2 separate regions of the Columba livia genome follow, and region 2 is linked to region 1. The links are chromatin contacts, called in public Hi-C maps. All regions are on one chromosome and are shown on one strand. Each heading gives the region's core, a stretch centred on a gene start, on an enhancer-like site or on the middle of the called end of the contact. The rest is flanking DNA. Distances are from core to core; before and after follow the strand shown.

Region 1 (2,849 bases), core at 214-2,713:
TGACAGGAGTTGAAAGAATCCGTTGGGGGGTTTTTTGGTTGGTTGGGTTGTGTTTTTTGTTTGTTTGTTTTTCACAGGCTCCCTGTAAGTGCTGAAGAGCCTGAAGTGACAGTACCAGAGTGCTCTGGAAGTTGGCTTCCAGCTCATCCAGGGCACGGCGTTTTGCGAAACCCCGGTTACAACCCGTGGCGGCTCAGCGCTCGCCCCCCAGCTCTTCGCGGTACGTGAAGCTCTTGTTGGCAAGGTCGCTGTGCGGTCAGCGCGGTGTTGTCCCGGCGGTGCGATGTGCCCAGCGGCGGGTCCCCGCGGCGGGTTTTACAGCCGGGCTGCTCCCAGCCTTTCCCGCCGCTCCCAGCAGAGGCCACTGCAGCCGCAGGGATGGAGGCTCAGCCCGGGCGCACCGCTGCAACGCCAGCGTTACCCACAAAAAAAGTAAAACGACAGAAACTCTTTAGCATAAATTCATAGAATTGACAATATAATCACCACTGTAACATTTACATGCGGGGTTTGGCTTTGCTTCTTCCCACAAACTACCTAAGTTTGCATCTCATATATAATTATTTGCAATTGCTCCAAAGAAAACTCTAGTTCAAGGCTCCAGATCCTACCTGCTGTTCGGCACAGTTCAGAGAAAAGAGCCTGTCAGCAAAACCTACCACCGGGGTTCGCGGCAGTCCCTAAGTCAGGCAGATGATGCCTATTCTGCCCTGAAAACGTAATATTACTTCCCCTCCCCCTTCCCCAGGGAGAATAAAAATAAATAAATTCAAATTCCGTTTAACTGAGTTCTGAACGACGGACCCGAGACGACAGGTGGCTACGCCGGGGGAAGCGGCTGCAGCCGCAGGGCAGCCCCTTCCCGCCGCCCCTCGGAGCGCCGGTTCTGGCGGGGGTAGCGGGGCCGTCCCGGCGGTTCCCGCTCCGCCAGCCGCCCGTGCGGCCCCAGCCAGCGCAGCCCCCGCCGGGGCGGCCCGCTCTGCCGGCTACCGGGCCGCGGGGCCAGGACCGGCCGCCGAGAGGCGCCGGGCGACGGGGTGGGAGCGCCCAGGGGCCGGCCCCGGCCCGGCCCCGCCGCCGCCGCCGCCCGGGAGGGGCCGGGCGGGGCCGGCAGGAAACCCCGCCCCGGGCAGCGCCCGCCGCGCAGTCTGCGCCGCTCAGCCCGTGCGGAACGGAGCGGAGCGGGACGGGACGAGACGGGACGGCAGGGACGGGATAGGAAAGGACTGGACGGGGTGCGTCCGCCGGGTCGCGCAGCCACGCGGGACCGCGCTACCCGTGGGTCAGCCCCGTCGCAGGGGGACTTCGGTATTTAATTCCCCCTCTTTTTCCTTTTTTTTTTTTGAAGGAGACGAGCAGCAGGTTTATGCTAATCACCCTCTCGGGAGCGGCAGTGGGAGGAGGAGGAGAGGAGCCATTTTGAACTCACTTCAAAGTTTAAGGTGGAAAAGTTGGAGCTCTACAGCCCGCTGCCCGGGAACGGGGCGCTGGGCTCTGGGCCGGGAGCGCCCGGGCGGCGAGGGCGGCGGGGGGGGCCGAGCCGGCGGCTGATGGATGAGGGCGGGCGGGCAGCCCGGCGGGTGGATGGATTGTGCGGCAGCCCTCTGCCCGGCATCGCTGCCCGCTGAGCCCCGGAGATGCTGCGGCTGTCCGCCGCCGCCTGCTTGTCCTGGGCCGCGCTGCTCTGTGCCCTGGCGCCGGCGGGCGGCGGCGAGCTGCGGCCGCCCCGCGCCGCCCCGCTCCTCCACCTGCCCCCGGGGGCCGCGGGGCGCCGCGCTGCCGCCAATGAGCCGCCGGCTGTGCCGCCCGCGGGGCGCCTGAGGGCGGTGGGAGCCGCGCTTCGCCGCGCTGCGCCCGCCGGGCCCCGCGGTCCCGGTCCCTGCCAGCGGCGCGCCCGGCAGCGGGCGGCCCCCGAGCCCCGCGGAGCCGCCGCCGGCTGCGCCCCGCCGCCGGGGGAAGAGCGCGGCGGGCGGCGCGGAGCGCGGCGGGCGCGGAGCCTCAACAGCCCACCGCAGTTCCAGCTGCCCAGCTACCAGGTCTCCATCCCCGAGAACGAGCCGGCCGGCACGGCGGTCATCGTGCTGCGCGCCCAGGACCCCGACGAGGGGGAGGCCGGCCGGCTGGCGTACTCCATGGAGGCGCTCTTTGACGAGCGCTCCAACGACTACTTCTCCATCGATGCTGAGACGGGCAGCGTGGTCACCGCTCGCAGCCTTGACCGGGAGACGAAGGACACCCACGTGCTAAAGGTGACAGCCTCCGACCACGGCTCCCCACGCCGCCGCTCGGCCACCACCTACCTGACAGTGACCGTGAGTGACACCAACGACCACGAGCCGGTGTTTGAGCAGCCCGAGTACCGGGAGAGCATCCGGGAGAACCTAGAGGTGGGTTATGAGGTGCTGACCATTCGCGCCACTGACGGCGATGCCCCAGCCAATGCCAACATGCTTTACCGCCTGCTGGAGCCAGGAGCTGGTGATGGGGTTTTTGAGATCGACCCGCGTTCCGGGGTTGTGAGGACCCGAGCCCCAGTGGACCGCGAGGAGGTCTCTGAGTATCACCTGGTGGTGGAAGCCAATGACCAGGGCAAGGATCCGGGCCCACGGAGTGCTACGGCTATGGTGCACATCACTGTAGAAGACGAGAATGACAACTACCCTCAGTTCAGTGAGAAACGCTACCTGGTCCAGGTGCCAGAGGATGCCCCAGTGAACAGCCAGATAATGCAAGTGCAGGCCACAGATCGGGACCGGGGCAGCAATGCCCAGGTGCACTACAGCATTGTGAGTGGCAACCTGAAAGGCCAGTTCTATATCCACTCTTTCTCTGGCGCCATCGACCTGATC
Region 2 (2,967 bases), core at 333-2,832, 92 kb after region 1:
TCATTTACATTACAAACTAAAGAGAATTCAGAATAATTTTAGTAACTGGGACATCAATGATGCTACAGCTGAATGAATATAGGACAAAGGATCTTATTTAAAGTTGAACTACATTCTTTTAAATTACTTAAGTATCACAATGAAAAGCAGTCAAAACATAATTCAGTACAACTTTTCTGTAACCGTTCTTTTCCCTTAAATAGTTGGATGCCTGTATAGGTATCTAAACAAGTGATCTGTACATTCTTACTGCAGAATTAATACAGAACCACCAGTGGCTTCCAGCTTAGGCTTTTATATTCCACCTCCGTATTGCCATGGCATTTCCACAGCGTGCTACAGTGCCAGGAATCTCTCCTTTTAGCTCGCCCCTTTTTCTTGCTGTGTATTCAAGCCTGAGCGTTATTTGCTTTTGCCAAATATATCATTCTGTTTTCAGAAAGCCTTGAAGATTGCATTCCTCTCTGAGCTGGAGAGTTATTTCACAAAATACCCTATGATTTTTTTTAAAGCAACAAGCCTGTGTTTAATCTTTCTTCAGAAACTGTGTTTGTCCATTTTTTTGAGAGTTTTGGTACACAATATGTGTGTGTTAAGGGGGATGGGCTGTGCTTGTGCAGCGGATCATCAAGAAGTGTTTTCTGTAGTGTCCTCTTAGTGCATCCAGTGTGTGTGCACGCTTTGTTTGGCACATCCAGTACACTGAGGGAATTTTCGCTCTTGGATGATATATATAATTTCTCACAAAAGAAACACATTGTAGAGCATTTTAAAGTACTATGGGAGGTGTATTCACATAGTCTTGCCTGATACTTACAGTTAATAAATGGAAACAGGATGATATTTATCAAAAGGTTTTCATGGCATTTCAACTTAATACATTGAAGTGAAGAATATGGGAACATCAGTGCTGAATCAGAAAAGCTCTAAGCACAGGCCTGAAGCTGAACTCTCAGCTACATGGTTTATTACTTGAGAGGTTTTGGATTGCACTCCCTCTAGGATGACGGGAAAGATTTACTTCATAATTTGTTAACTGCAAGAGTTATTATTATAGAGAGATGTGTTCAGCTCCCTTGTGCTTTGTATCACATCCCTTTCAAATATACTGAAACACCCCAGTCTGTTGTTTGCCAGGAGACAGACAAATGCATTGGTCGGGAGGCAGTTGTATGGTGGCTCTGCTCATGTGGGGAGCACGGGGCAGGACCAGAGGTGGGTCCTCCGGAGCTGAGCCCACCTGGATGGGATGTGCGTTTGGCTGGCAGCATGGTCCCAGCACTCTTGTATTTGCTCCTGCATTTTGCTGGCATAAATCGTACCTGCCTGAAAAGCATATGATGTTGATGTGAGAGGAGAAAGGCAGCAAAGCTGGAGAGCCAAAATGGCTCGGCTGTCCACCTCACCTTGTCTCAGAGATCGCTGCCCCCAGAGCAGTGGCTAAACCAGCTGCACACTGTTGCAAAATACGACCTGGTGTAAAACAGAGGTGCACGTCCAGGTCTGGATGCGGCAGCGCGGGCAGCTTTGGCGTGGGAACCCGCGGGAGCAGGGCTGCGGGGGCAGTGACTGGAGCAAAACTTTCTGCTTTAATTTGCCTTTGTGAGTCACTGCCCACAGCTCCTGCTGCTTTTACTTTCCTCCAGGAATGCATTTGCACGGTTTTAACTGTGCTTGAATTAATGTGATTGTATAATCTGGTAGTGAGTAATCATGCAAATATCAAACTGTTGCAAATACATTCATTCCTTCAGCCGGTTGTGCTGAGTAGTTTTGCTCTGCATTTACTCGTCAGACACTATTACTGGGTAAAATTCAACTATGTATGCCATCTTCAGTTTCTCTGAAGAGTTTTACATGCAGGATCTGAACATACTTTATACCTTAGGAAGATACATGCCAAAACATAAATGTTAACTAATTAACTCACATAGAGGGTTTAGCTTCCCATACAATGATTAATTCAGCAGCTGCTTTTGTCCCAACCGCAGCAGATTTTTTGAAGTGAATATCTTTTGTATGTTATATTTTACAATTGTGATTCACTCTCAGATTTTGGGCAAACACAAGAAAAAATATGGTGTACATAGAAAGGAAGACACCTCATTCTTTAGTATTGCATTTAACGCGCCTTAATACAGCCTTCTGAGTTAATAAAGACAAAGCATTTGGGGGGAAAACAGGTTCAGCAACCCTTACACAGAATCTGTAATTTCTGCGGGGAGTTACTGTGCCCGTCTCTGAAGAGTTCAGAAGATGGCTGTCACCTGCAGGATACGTGGGAAAAGGTGGAAGCAGTATGTATGTCATTGGTATCCTGCTTATTCTTTCTATAAACATTTTGCAACCATTGTCACGAGTTCAGCCGTGCCCTGCCGCTGCCACGGGCAGCAAAGCCAAATTCCGCTCGAGGCGAAGTGCAAACACTTATCTGTTGACACAATTTCCAACCCATAGTGAAATGCCAGAACAATTTACACGTATTTTGGTTGACAGAGAGTGTGTAAGTTTTTAGCTGTTGATGTTACCTCCTCCCATATAGATCTGTCTGGCAGCAGCCAAGGAATCTGAAAACTGGGGCCAGCGTTGTTGGGTATTTGCAAGAGGATTGCTCAGCAGATCATATCCCGCACTCCCCTGAAAATTCAGACTTGAAAGATGATGCAGCACCCTTACCCCCTGCAATTACAGGCTTGTGCCTTGATTGCAGAGCGGGTCAGGTGCAGAACTTTGGAAGTAGCTTAACCTTTAGCAGAACCACTCTGAGCATCACAGCTTGCTGCTGGGGTGAAGTGTCCCTGACGTCTGCTTGTCCCCTTGCAGGAGAGTACTGCGAGGTGAACGCGCGCTCCGGCCGCTGCGCTCCAGGGGTGTGCAAGAACGGAGGAACCTGCGTGAACCTGCTGATCGGCGGCTTCAAGTGTGAGTGTCCGCCGGGCGAATACGAGCGGCCGTACTGCGAGATGA

Evidence for each region. Hi-C and Micro-C count contacts between places; a contact is called where the count stands out from the background.
Region 2: a Hi-C map of liver shows a contact between it and region 1, with 3 times the contacts expected there. The contact joins the enhancer-like site here to the promoter of CELSR1 in region 1. A contact is called at or near these places in 2 of 2 Hi-C or Micro-C datasets (crop and liver).

Annotation. Positions count from the first base shown.
Region 1 is chr1:195,128,298-195,131,146 of bColLiv1.pat.W.v2, forward strand. It overlaps CELSR1 (cadherin EGF LAG seven-pass G-type receptor 1), which reads left to right and starts at 1,464. Exons shown (of 35, transcript XM_065048980.1): 1 at 1,464-2,849. The coding sequence starts at 1,638.
Region 2 is chr1:195,220,014-195,222,980 of bColLiv1.pat.W.v2, forward strand. CELSR1 (cadherin EGF LAG seven-pass G-type receptor 1) reads left to right here. Exons shown (of 35, transcript XM_065048980.1): 3 at 2,824-2,967. Among named protein-coding and RNA genes, the nearest start is that of CELSR1, 92 kb to the left of the region's middle. Within about 2 kb of position 1,583, at least 1 of the 3 cell types and tissues checked has an H3K27ac peak away from gene starts, as active enhancers do.